Linked DNA regions of Zea mays: regions 1, 3 and 4 are each linked to region 2. A link is a contact called in public Hi-C data. All regions are on one chromosome and are shown on one strand. Each heading gives the region's core, a stretch centred on a gene start, on an enhancer-like site or on the middle of the called end of the contact. The rest is flanking DNA. Distances are from core to core; before and after follow the strand shown.

Region 1 (3,216 bases), core at 408-2,907, 130 kb before region 2:
GACGTCGTGTGTCGCCCCTTCAGGTACAATGTCTCCAAGAGTTCCCCTGCACCCATTGTTGAGGTTAGAACCTGAGGTGAGGCACACGTAAGTTCTTCCTAGTTCGGTTGATTTGCTAGAATTGGTAATGATTGGTAATGTATAAATTGTTCTTTACTGTGATTCTGTGAAGGACAATCCATTTGCTCTAGCTATAATCGAACCATCTCAAATTGTTCGGAGTAGCATTCAGATTGAAAGTAGATGGGACGAGAAAGGACAAACTGGAGTACCTAAAGAATATCTTTTGTATATTCAACTAGGATTGCAGCGTGAGGATGACATTGAAAATAGGGAAAGTGAAGTTGCGACTAGTGGTAGTAGAGGGTACTTCTTCAGAGAAAATTTATGATGAAGATACTTTGGCAATTCCCGAATGTGAGTTCATATATACCAGAAGATAGGGTTATTGTATTTGACCCATTGAATCTGGTAATGAAAGTTGGTAGTTTGTATCCAAACATGAAAGTATTCAGACTCACCTGGAGAAGGCGGACGCAGAGCTCTCGAAAGAACACAACGTAGCCAGGGGTCGGTGTTTTTCCTTTGTCCTTATATGTCTTTTGCATCTGCTCTTCGTGGTTGCTCAGCCCTTTACCTTTTCCAGAGCTCCAGAGGATGTTTTCCCAAGCCCAGAAGGCCACGAAAACGGCAGAGGAGGTGAAGACGGATGTGGAAGCCAAGATGCGAGAGCTTTCGCAAGCTCGTGATGACGTCGTTGCTGCGACAACCCAGGCAATGGCTATGCTCTCGGAACGGAGCGCCGAGCTTCAGAATTTTTGTCTATTTATCAATTGTAGTGCAGGTAATTTTTTTATTTCATATCTATTTATCAATTGTTGCAATTATATTATTAAAAATCTAACTGGACCATCCATCACTAAAATCCTAGCTACGCCACTAGACCCACGTTTGAAACCCGAACTTCAAAACCGTTCTAGATTTGAAGACTACGCTGGATTAAAACTCGTCTCTGCCCCTAAATCTAGCAGGGACCCAAAATCTGACGCCTAGAGGCAAACAAGCCATCAGTAATACCGAGCCATAGAAATAACAAACATCAAAAGAATAACAGCAATACTGTACAACCCACGAATCCACGATCCATATAATTAAATAACAAATATCAAAGAATAACATACATATCCATAGCACGTAGATGATATTCATGACTAGTACACCGGAATCAACGATAATACATTGTCCGACAAGTTATGTCACATTTATATATCTTCACATTTGTAGTGGGGCTGTGTCTTAGGAGAGAGAGAGGAATACAAACAAACAGTCATTGAATCATCAACAATGCACGCTATTGTGGCAACTTTATAAGGCAAATGGGTACGCGATACTCTAAAGAAATTTGTATTGAATTTTATTTTACGGTTGTTCCGAAGCGTGTTCCAAATCTATAGTACTCAAAGAACGCAGTACACGATGCACAAATCCTATGAGTTCCCCAATCCAAATTTAGATTTACTATTCCTGAACTCACGACGCAGCCATCTTTATCGCGAAATTCATACGCTTTCCAGCCACAGAAACTCTACCGAACAACCAGAGCTCAATAAAATCTCGAGGCTATGAAGTTTTAAAACTTCTTTTGGCATGTCGCTCATTCCTCTCCCCTTCTCTGCCTCTCGCCCCGCCTACACCTACACTACACCGTGCAGACCGCCATGGAAGACACGGCCTGACGAGAAAGGGCGCAGGGCATTGTCGTCGGCGCCGGCAGGGACACGCAGGGAAGATGGACGACGGCATCGACTGCTACGTGGTCCCGCAGATCACGGGCGCCGGGCGGAACATCTTCCAGGGAGGCAACCCACTGCAGGAGTCGCTGCCGCTGCTCGGCTTGCAGCTCGTCCTCATCGTCGCCATCACCCGCGTCCTCTACTTCCTTCTCAAGCCATTCAAGCAGCCCCGCGTCGTGTCTGAGATCATGGCACGTCCATCCTAGTAGTTTGCACTTTGCAGCGACGCCATGAACGTTTTTTTGCTTTCACCAGCTTGATTGAAAGCTTTTTGGCGCAAATCAACTGAAACGTGCTGCTCTATCTGATGTGTTTCAGGGCGGCATCATACTCGGCCCGTCCATGCTGTCACGCAGCCCGGCGTTCAAGGAGACGGTGTTCCCGGCGAGGGGCGACCCGGTGCTGCACACCATCGCGACGTTCGGGCTCATGTACGTCATCTTCCTCATCGGCGTGCGGATGGACCCGATGCTCGTCGTCCGCTCCGGCAAGAAGGGCGTGATCATCGCCCTCTCCGGCTTCATCCTCCCGCTGGTCATGACCACCGCGGGCTTATCCGGCGCCGCCATGGTCGAGGAACCCGACGTAACGAGGCGTTCCACGTTCCTGTTCGCGCTGGCCACGTCGCTCTCGGTCACGTCCTTCGCGGTGCTGTCGCCGATCCTGTCAGAGCTCAACCTCCTCAACTCCGACCTGGGCCGCACCGCCATGTCGGCCTCGATGACCACCGACGGCATCGCGTGGCTCATCATGGTGGGGTACATCCTCGCCGAGGCGTTCCTCGTTTCGGCCGTGACGTCGCTCTGGGCGTTCCTCTCGGTGGCCGCGCTCGGCGCGGTCATACTGTTCGCGGTGCGCCCGGTCGCGCTCAAGGTGATCGAGCGCACGCCGCCGGGCAAGCCCGTGGACGAGAGCTACGTCTTCTTCTTCCTCCTCGTCGTGCTTCTTGTCGGATTCTACAGCGACGTTATCGGGACCAACTCGTTCCACGGCGCGCTGATGCTGGGGCTGGCGATCCCCGACGGACCGCCGCTCGGCACCGCGCTGGGGGAGAAAATTGACGCCATGGTGTCCGGCCTGATTCTGCCTCTGTACTACGCCATGACCGGCCTCAGCACCGATGTGTGGTCCCTGCATTGGGGCAGGCTGCAGCTAGTCGTGCTCCTCGGATGGTTTGGCAAGATGATCGGCGTCATGGTGCCGTCGCTGTACCTTGAGATCCCCCTCCGGGACGCCGTGTCCCTCAGCTTGTTCATGAGCTCCAAGGGCATCGTCGAGGTCATCACCTTCACCTTCTTCCTCACAAACAAGGTGATCGCTCGTACGCTGATACGACAGCTCTGCAGATGGAAGAATCAAATGCAACAACCACCAACCAATTTTGCATTTTTGTTCACATTCTTTGCGTCGGCCTTGAAACATT
Region 2 (3,208 bases), core at 296-2,795:
ATACACACTTTTGTGAGAAGAAAAAAATGATATGGTTGTACTAATTCTTCTTAAATTTTTCTTGAAGGATTGTGGATTGTCTTTAGAATTTCTTGAAGACCTGAGTTAGTAGAACGTCATGAATCCCAACACCCCTAGGACATGAGGAGTATGAGGGTCTAGATCGTTTACCAATGCCTTAGGGCACAAGGCTTCTCAGGACTTAGTTATTTCATTTTAGGTTGTCCTGATGTGCTAGGGTCCCTAGGTCTTAGAGCGCCTCTAGGCTTGGGGACCTTCAAGTTGTGATTGGCATGGCTCTAGAGCAAAACTCTAAGGAGGAACTGGACAAATCCTGTCAAACACTCTAACTCTAGAGTTGCAAACTTCATGGAGTTTTAGAGTTGTACTATAATTTTTTGGAGTACCTCTTTTGCTGCTTCGAAATCTCTAGAAAACAACCTAGGCATGGAGTTTAGAGTTATTTACCAGCCATTGCACTGATTATGAGAAAAACAATCTAAATTCTAGAGCAACGGCTCAACTATGAGTTTTAGGGTAGATCTGCTCTAAAGTGGAGCAGAGCCATTATTAAACACGCCCTAAATCCCCTCTAGTCCACCTCTAACGAACAAGCCCTTAGGTGCCATATTATAAATTATGTTAGGTTAAATCATTTTCCTAGTCTAGGCCAGAAAAGGTCCTATGGCATAGACCCTCAGGAGCGGTTGTCCCAACATGGTGGATCCCATGGTATCTTCTTGTATTGGAATCCTTGAATCTATCTTGGCGAAAGTCACAAGTATAGGGCCTGTTTGGTTCACCTTTTTTCTGACCAGCTTTTCCGATAATCTAGCTGTGGGGAGAATCTGGTTGTGTAGAGAATCTGAGTATCATTAGAATTACATGCGGAGGAAGATAAAGTTGTCCATGGGGCTCAGGATCTATAAAGTGACGGATTACTACTATTGCGACGACTCAACCGATTATATGTTTATGTTGATTTTGAATGGTTTTTACTCAAACGAATTTTATAGAAGCTGGCTGAAAATCTGAATGTTTGGCAGTTCGCAGCAGCTTTTGGTGGCCAGAAGCTGCGAAAAGCCGAAACAAACAGGGGCATAATCTTTCTTGACATTGAATTAGAAATTTTTTGATTTGCTATTGACTGAATAGTAAAATAGTAATAATAAAATCAAACGGTCTCTCCTATATTACTCTTTCTATAAAAACAATTTGAAAATAGTGCTTATATAAAATATCTTTGTTTGATCGAATTTGTATAAAATATACTAAACCTATCATATTAATCAATAATTGTTAAAGTTTTACTAAATATATTTCATAATGCATCTATTTAGATGTTTAAATATTATTACTATTTTTAATAAATTTAACCAGACCAAAATCACTTTAAATCGCGACGAGATAGTACTATTTAACTCGAGGCCCCACCTCTTCAAAACACTGCCCCATGGCCCATTGCTTACGCATAACTGCGGCGGGGACACGCGACGCTACCGACTTCGCCGCCGCCTCCTTCCTTCCGCCCGTCGAGTCGACCGACCGATTGTTCGCGGGTCGCGGCCTCCCTCCTAGTCAGATCCACTCAATCCCAAGAGGCCAAGTCCAAACCCTACCCACCACCCTTCTCAACCAGCGATGATGGCAGCGGAGCCCTCGCCGTCGGTTCCCTCCACCGCCGCTGACGCCCTGGAAACCCTCGCCCTCGACTCATCCTCGTCGTCCGCCGCCGCTACCGCCTCCACTTCCACCGACCCCCTCCTCCGGCCACCTACCTCCCCGACCGCCGCCGCGAGCGACGACCCATTCGTCATCGACGACTTCGACGAGGACGACTTCTCCACCGCCCCGGCGCCCAACGTCGCCCGCCAGCCGCGCGCTGCGCGTGGTGATGCGGCGTCCCCAGTGTTCGCCAAAATCACCGTATCGGATCCCAAGAAGCACGCGGAGCCCAGCGGCGGGGGTGCCGCCGGTGTGATCCCGGGGTCCGGTAGCTACTTCTCTTACCTCATCACCACCCGTCTTGCGGGCGGCGGCGGGGAGGTCCGCGTGCGGCGGCGCTTCCGCGACGTGGTGACCCTCGCGGACCGCCTTGCCGCAGCCCACCGTGGCCTCTTCGTCCCGGCCCGACCCGACAAGAGCGTCCTCGAGGGGCAGGTCATGCAGCGCCACGACTTCGTGAGCCAGCGGTGCGCTGCGCTCCAGCGCTACCTCCGCCGCCTTGCCGTGCACCCCATCGTCGGCCACAGCCCTGACCTCCGCACGTTCCTCACGGAGCCTGGTGCCGTCCCTGCCTTTCAGGGTGAGCCCCCGCGGTACTGGACTACCACGCTGAATGCTGCTGCTCCGCTGGTGCCAACGAAAGCTAGGAGGGACTTGTTTGGGATGTTTAAGGGTCTCAAGCAGACGGTGGTGAATGGACTGGTTGCAACAAAGCCTCCACCTGTGGAGCAGGAGACAGACACAGAGTTCCTGGCGCACAAGGCCAGGTTTGATGACTTACAGCAGCAGCTTACCATAACATCACAGCAGGTATTGATCTACTCACGGATCTTGTGAAATAGCTCAGTTGCATAGCATCACAACAGGTATTGATCTACTCACAGATCTTGTGAAATGGTGGCATTTATCTACTTACAGATCTTGTGAAATGGCTCAGTTGCATGTGTTGGCCCATGCTTCCTCTTTTACATACATATTATTATGCGAAGAATACAAAATTGCTCTGGCCAATCCTTTAAACTTTGTATTTTATATATATGCAGGCGGAAGCGCTTGTTAAAGCCCAAGATGATCTTAGAGAAACTACAGGTCACTTGGGAATGACATTGATTAAGCTGGCAAAATTTGAAAGAGAGCAGGCAACATGTAATTCCCTAAGAAGACGTGCTGGTGAAATCCATAATTTTGCAAATTCTGTTTTAAAGATGAGCAGGTCACAGATAAAATTAAACTCTGAAATGGTGAAACACCTGGTATGTTGATATATTGTGGACTCAATACTTGCAAAGTCTGTGCATCTTTTACCAGAATTATCTGACTCACTAACATTGTTCTTGGATTTGCAGGGCAGTATCCATGAATACTTGGAGATGATGATATCAGTTCATCATGCATTCACAGATCGCTCTAATGCTTTATATTACGTGCAAAGTCTGTCAGCAGATTTGTTTTCCTTGCACACCAGGGCAGGGGGACTTGAATC
Region 3 (3,144 bases), core at 576-3,075, 250 kb before region 2:
GAGTGCCACACAAAAAACCCTCGGTAAAATAAAACACTCGGCGAAGAAGCTCTTTGCCGAGTGTTTTATTTTTGACACTCGGCAAAGAGTTTCTTTGCCGAGTGTCTTTTTTTGGCACTCGACAAAGGGCTCTTTGCCGAGTGTCACAAATACAACACTCGGCAAAGAGCTCTTTGCCGAGTGTTTTTTCTCCAACACTAGGCAAAGACAATTTAAAAATCACATTTTAAAGTAGTAAATTAATTCAAATGAAAAAGTTTTCAACTACAAATTTATATAACTCATCATGATGTACAATTTATATATTGAACATTTCTTCATATGACAAAATAAAAATAAATTTGTTCATAAAACCTATATCTCTCTCGTAGTTTATGAAACTACGAGAGAGACGTATAGAATTTGTGCATATTGTTAGAACCATCATCTGAGATAAACAAATTACCAAACAACCAAAATAAACTTTGTAGATCTTGAGAAGTTGTAGAAGTTTATAGTTGACAACTTTTTCATTTGAAGTCATATTGTCAACGAAAACTACGTCTGAATTTAAAAAATTTAAAATTTGAATTTTGAAAACGACTTCGAAAGGAAAAACCACCAACATGAAAGTTGTAGGTATTGAAGAGTTATGAAACTTTGTAGTTGACAATGTTTTAGTTTGAAATCATCTTGTTATGCAAAACTATGTTTGAATTTTGAAATTTGAATTTTTCAAACTGTCTCGGATGGAAAAACCACCAAAATAAAAGTTGTAGGTCTTGAAATGTAATGAAACTTTGTAGTTGACAATTTTTTGATTTGAAATCATCTTATCATTGAAAATTTTGTGTGAAGTTTTTAAATTTAAAATTCAAATTTTATAAACGGTCTCGGATGTAAAAACTATTAAAATAAAACTTTTAGATCTCAAAAAGTTATGCAACTTTATAGTTGGTCACATTTTCAAATGAACTCATTTAGTGCCTTAAATAATCAAATTACTCTCGATTTGTTATAGTACATGGGGAATGGAAATCGTAATATAAACATAATTGGTGTAGTAGTGTAGTGGTATAGGAGGGTATGCGCGAGAGAGAGGTTGCGAGTTCGAATCTCACCTTTTACAAAACATATTAAGTTTGATTCAAAATAATAGTGAAAAATGATAGGGCAACGGGTAAGGTAATAGAGTAGGGTTGGAGAGTTGTTCCTAGAATTTAAAAAATATTTTGCTGTTTTTTTAATTTTTTCGATTCTTAATTTACCGAGTGTTTTTCTTTGCCGAGTGCTTTTTGACACTCGGCAAAGTCTTTGCCGAGTGTCCGAAAAAAAGCACTTGGCAAACAACCCTTTGCCGATGAAATCTTTGCCGAGTGTTACACTCGGCAAAGCCTTTGCCAAGTGTAAAATAGCCTTTGCCGAGTGTCTTAGACACTCGGCAAAGAACGTGATTCCGGTAGTAGTTCAAGGTGGTTTGGAGGTAGGAAGGACCGACCTACTCAGTCTTGCATTGTGGCCGCCGCTTCTTGTTCGATATACAAGATGACGGAGAGAAGGAGATCGACGAAGCAGCAAGAGGTTCTTTTCAGCCAGACACGTGTTCTCACGGAAAAGTTCAGGTAGTAGCTAGCTAGGCCAGCTCCCAGGTGAGGTAGGCTTCTCGAGTGCTGTCGAGAATGTTGCGGACTACAAAAAAAAACGCAGACGATACGGACGTCTCGCCTAATATTTCAACTGTTTTGACTACTTTACGAATGAAGGAAAGGACACCACCTGACCGAGCTAGCTGGCAGTGTTCCACTAACAGTCAGTCCAACGCAGTTACTCTCATCCCTATGTAAAAGGTAGGAGAGCTGAGGGCCGGAGAGAACAGTAACACACACTGTCCAGATCTGATCGATTCCTGTGTAGGCTGCCATGCATGGAAACAAAACCAAAACCGCACGTCTCTTCGTTGAGAACTAACTGCTGAATTCGCGAGAGAGGCTGCTAACTAATTAAGCGGAGATGGCACGGTAGCGTACCCACAAATCCTCGTACGGTAAATAAGACACGTCATGCATTGACGACAAAATGTCTCTGTTTCAGCTCAGCAACCTTTTTCTATCCCAGCTAGCTAGCTAATTAATCGTTTTCTTCCTCGGCGAGCTAGGTCTGATTATTAGCAGTGATCCGTGCCTAGCTTAACTTGGAAGGAAAAGGCCGGCCACTCAATAGTAGCACAACTACACGATCGACTTTTATTTCGTAGTGCAGTAGTCCAATTTGCTATATTGACTGGAATTACAGTGGGTTATATATACTCGGGTCTGATCTACCAGCTATTCATTGCACCTTATGTGCGCCGTGTTTGTCGGGGATTATAATTAGGGTACCCCCGAGACTCCTAAACTCGGCTGATAATCACCATCAGCACAAGCTGCAAAAGCCTGATGGACGTAATTCAGGCCAAGGCTCCGTCCACTCAAGGGACACGATCTCGCCCCGCCCGAGCCCAGACTCGGACAGGAACAGTAGACCCAAGTGAATTCACGCCTCGCCCGAGGGCCTCCTCAAGCAACGGGCGCACCTTCGACTCGCCCGAGGCCCAGCTCGGGCAGGCTTCGCAGTGAAGCAACCTTGGCCAGATCGCCTCGCCAACCGACCGTATCGCAGGAGCATTCAATGCAAGGATCGCCTGACACCTTATCCGGACACACGTTCCTCAGTCGGCAGGGCCGAAGTGAACGCAGTCACTTCGCCCCTCCACTGACTGACCTGACAGGAAAACAGCGCCGCTTGCCCCTGCTCCGACTGCTGTGCCACCCGCCAGGGTGAGGCTGACAGCAGCCGAGTCCAGCCTCAGGCGCCATAGGAAGCTCCGCCTTGCCCGACCCTAGGGCTCGGCCCCCGCCTCGACCTCGGAAGACGGTATCCGCCTCGCCCGACCCCAGAGCTCGGCCTCAACCTCGACCTCGGAAGACGGTCTCCGCCTCGCCCGACCCCAGGACTCAGTCTCAACCTCGACCTCGGAAGACGGTCTCCGCCTCGCCCGACCCCAGGGCTCGGCCTCAACCTCGACCTCGGAGGAATCTCCGCCTCGCCCGACCCCAGGGCTCGGACCGACCACGCTACAGGGGGTACATCATTACCCTACCCCTAGCTAGCTCAGGCTACGGGGAA
Region 4 (3,216 bases), core at 188-2,687, 170 kb after region 2:
CTCCCTGCATGACCGCGTCCGTGAGGCGACGAGGAATGGATGGCCGGCCCTATGGATTGTAACCGGAAGGGTTTTACAGTCAACAAGAGTAGCTCCTTGCATTCCCAGGATTTTGTAACCGCCGCCTCATTTTTCCAGTGTCCTGTACCATCAATGTGCTCGCAAGTTACTGCCTAACTACCGAGTGCTATTTTTTTTATTAGATTTAGATTTTGATCGTGGCAAGACGGCGGACACACACGTCGCAGCCGGATCGAGCGAGGGAGAGCATTTCCGTGGCTTCAAAAAGAAATACGAATCAGGACCCTAAATTTTCACACTATAAAGGAGATAGAAAAATTTAGCGATGGACACACAGGTCGCGGCCTCGCGGGCGCGACGGCGAGGGAAGGGGTCGGCGGGGATGCAGGAGCTAGGGAGAAGGGAAGCCTTGGGGGGCGATGGGATTGTGGGCGAGGGATGATTACGTGTTAAGTCTGGATGCAATTTGTTTAGTGAATATAGTGAATGTTATATGTGTAATGGTGATATAGTTGGAGTCTACTAGATTGTATTGTATAGTGGTAAAGATTATTAGGCTATACGGAATGAAGTGATGATAGATCAACTTATTCTAGTTCACCAACCAAATAAGAATATAGAGTAAGAAGACGATGAACTACCTTAATCCTTAAACCAAAGACGTTGTAACCTTGTGTCATGTGAAATCTCCTTTTTGCGTGTATAGCCACATATGGAATGAAAGTGGATTCGGTAGCAATTTTAAAACATGAGGGCAATTCCCCCCTATGATATCATCTGTGGGCTAGTTTGGCAACTTTTTTTCCAGAAAATTTCTATTTTTTCAAAAGAAAGTAGTTCATTTTTATATAAAAAAAAATAGAACTTATTTATAAAAATAGAGTTGTCAAATTAACCCTAAAAGGAAAAAACAAAATCTCCAAGCAACATTTTCCTGGATTATTATCACGTAGTTCTGGCCATTTTATCATCCAGACACGGCGGGCGTGATCCACGGATCAGCCCATGAACCCCGGGCCAGGTCCCCCAATCCAGCCCTACAGGTTACGCGTTCACGAGTCACGACCGGCAGCCACCAGCCCACCAACCCAATGGCAGACACCGAACAGACCCGCAGCACTCACTGACAATGGCCCACCCACCGGTTGCCCCCACCTCGTCAGTCTCGTTAGCGTCGCAGGCCCTACGGGCCGTGGGCACGGGTGAAAACTGCTGTCATTTCGAGTTTTATTTTATCCGAACACCCACCAGAGCACGGTCGCACCACTGCCCCTGCCTTTTCGTCACAAGCGCACTGCGCACCTACGCTCGGCGTCACCAAGCAGGCAAGGCGACTAGTATTACTTTCTTTACGTTCCCCACGGCGCCGCGCTCCCCACCCCGGCATCCGCACGCTGCCGCTACGGAGTACGGACAGCCAGAGCCGAAAAACCGCAGCAGCGCTTACAGTCACGGGCGCCCACCTGGGCAGGACAGGAGTACAGGACACTGCCATTGCCCTTCCCCGCCGCGCCCCCCCCCCCCAAGACCCCAGTACTCCACTAACACTCATCAGCGCGCCGCGGGGCGCGGGCGGACGTGCGGCGCTCCTCGGACGGCCGCGATGGCGGAAGTGGCGGCGCGGCGCGCCGTCGGCGTCCCAGCAGGGGGCGGCGGCGACCAGGCGAACCTTGCGGCGGTGGCGGCGGCTATGCGGGGGCGCGGCGAGGTGGACACGTCGTCGCCGTTCCAGTCAGTGCGCCAGGCCGTCGACCTGTTCGGCGGCGGGGCTGCCGCCGTCTCCCAGTGGCGCCACCCGCAGGCTCCGCCGCGCGTCCACCTCCGCCCAGAGGTCAGTCAACCGGAGCGCGGGCGCCTTTTGCTTGCGGCTTTAGTTTATGCGACGCGCGGCAGGGGCAGGGGCAGTGGCCTCCCGCTTTTCTCAAAGAGGAGCAGGGTGGCGGTGGCGGCGGCGGCGGCATGATTGCCAGCGCACCGCTTTCTCAGCCAATACCTCCTTTTTCAAAGCGCCTTGGCATCTCTTGATCAATTTAGTTTGAGATCGGCCGTGCCTCTACGGGTTTGAAGGGGGTAGCAATTCGTAAACGCGAGGGTTTTACTTCCAGTTTGCTCTCTGGTACTGGCAACCCTGGTCGTAACAGCTGTGATTAGGTGTCTGGTTTTAATTTGGGGAGGGAGGGCAGGCAGAACTAAGCAGCATTCTTTTCGAGTTTCGGCGAAGTGGTTGGCGTCATTGCTGCTGCGGGTGATTGTGACAGGCCACTGTGGGACTTCGGCTCGGCATCAATCTGGAGCCGAAAGGAACCAAATGAATGATGGCATTTACTAGTAGCTAGTAGTATGCTGGGTGTCCTCTTCGGTCCGACATTGCGAGGAATAGAGGTCCACTATTAGATCTCGACGCTGTTGGGTTGTGACTTGGTATGAGCAGTTTTACCAGCCTCTCGCCTTGACTGTTTCACACACTTTACAAGTTACAAGCACTTCCAGATGAAACATAGTGCACTATAACATGATGTAAATGCAGTAGTACAACATTACAGCTGACTAGCAAGGATGAACTTGCTGTCAAGACATGACTAATTTGATTGGAGTCCTGGTTTGTCGCTACTTGGAAGAAGTTATGCTTTTAACGTCTTATTACTCCAGGTGACAACTAAGTAAACTATTTGCATTTTATCTAGACTGCTGTTGTTATGGCATTTGATACAGGTCCTAGTAATACAGTACAGGAAGTGATGCCGACAATTTTGGCATTAACCAAACATGTGTGTGAGGCATCCAAGGATACACTTAGTCTTAGATAGGATGTTGGGGGCTGTACTGTATTACTAGCTGGTCCTGTAGATTTAATATGTGAATCAGGAGGAGATTGAATAATCGCATTTCAATGTTTCTTTAGAAGTCTTTCAGTGTAGCATGTTGCCAATGTTTTTCAGTAATTTCTCCCAAGTATACTTTTTTTTTATGAATTGCACGGTTAGGATTGACGAAGTAATCTGGAAATTTAAGTTAGAATTACGGGTTGTCGTTGTTTCCAAAAAAAAATTATATTCTGTTTGATGTTTGGTTCACTATTGGTTGCCATGTTATTCAGAATATATAAGGAGATTTCAGTAAGAACTTTATTCTTTACCTTTGCATCAGATGCCCAATTTTGTAGATACTTTGGACATATTTCTTCAAAGAAAGTTT

The links. A called contact is a pair of places that touch in the nucleus more often than the background predicts.
Region 1: a contact with region 2 is called in a Hi-C map of leaf, with 5 times the contacts expected there. The contact joins the promoter of LOC103635794 here to the promoter of LOC100279925 in region 2. A contact is called at or near these places in 15 of 25 Hi-C or Micro-C datasets (bundle sheath, ear, endosperm and 5 more) and 2 of 3 datasets of contacts at active chromatin or transcription factors (leaf and seedling).
Region 3: a contact with region 2 is called in a Hi-C map of ear, with 2.2 times the contacts expected there. The contact joins the enhancer-like site here to the promoter of LOC100279925 in region 2. A contact is called at or near these places in 3 of 25 Hi-C or Micro-C datasets (ear, leaf and tassel).
Region 4: a Hi-C map of leaf shows a contact between it and region 2, with 4 times the contacts expected there. The contact joins the promoter of LOC100383661 here to the promoter of LOC100279925 in region 2. A contact is called at or near these places in 2 of 25 Hi-C or Micro-C datasets (leaf and tassel).

Annotation. Positions count from the first base shown.
Region 1 is chr8:121,263,759-121,266,974 of Zm-B73-REFERENCE-NAM-5.0, forward strand. It overlaps LOC103635794 (cation/H(+) antiporter 15), which reads left to right and starts at 1,658. Exons shown (of 3, transcript XM_035961755.1): 1 at 1,658-1,984; 2 at 2,112-3,104. The coding sequence starts at 1,790.
Region 2 is chr8:121,394,233-121,397,440 of Zm-B73-REFERENCE-NAM-5.0, forward strand. LOC100279925 (Sorting nexin 2B) reads left to right here and starts at 1,546. Exons shown (of 5, transcript NM_001351803.1): 1 at 1,546-2,535; 2 at 2,769-2,978; 3 at 3,072-3,208. The coding sequence starts at 1,642.
Region 3 is chr8:121,147,821-121,150,964 of Zm-B73-REFERENCE-NAM-5.0, forward strand. No RefSeq gene overlaps it. Among protein-coding and RNA genes, the nearest start is that of TRNAG-UCC, 4.4 kb to the left of the region's middle. Within about 2 kb of position 1,826, at least 11 of the 20 cell types and tissues checked have an H3K27ac peak or open chromatin away from gene starts, as enhancers often do. A contact at or near this core is called in ear and leaf, where this site is marked.
Region 4 is chr8:121,559,782-121,562,997 of Zm-B73-REFERENCE-NAM-5.0, forward strand. LOC100383661 reads left to right here and starts at 1,438. Exons shown (of 2, transcript NM_001176305.1): 1 at 1,438-1,852. The coding sequence starts at 1,625.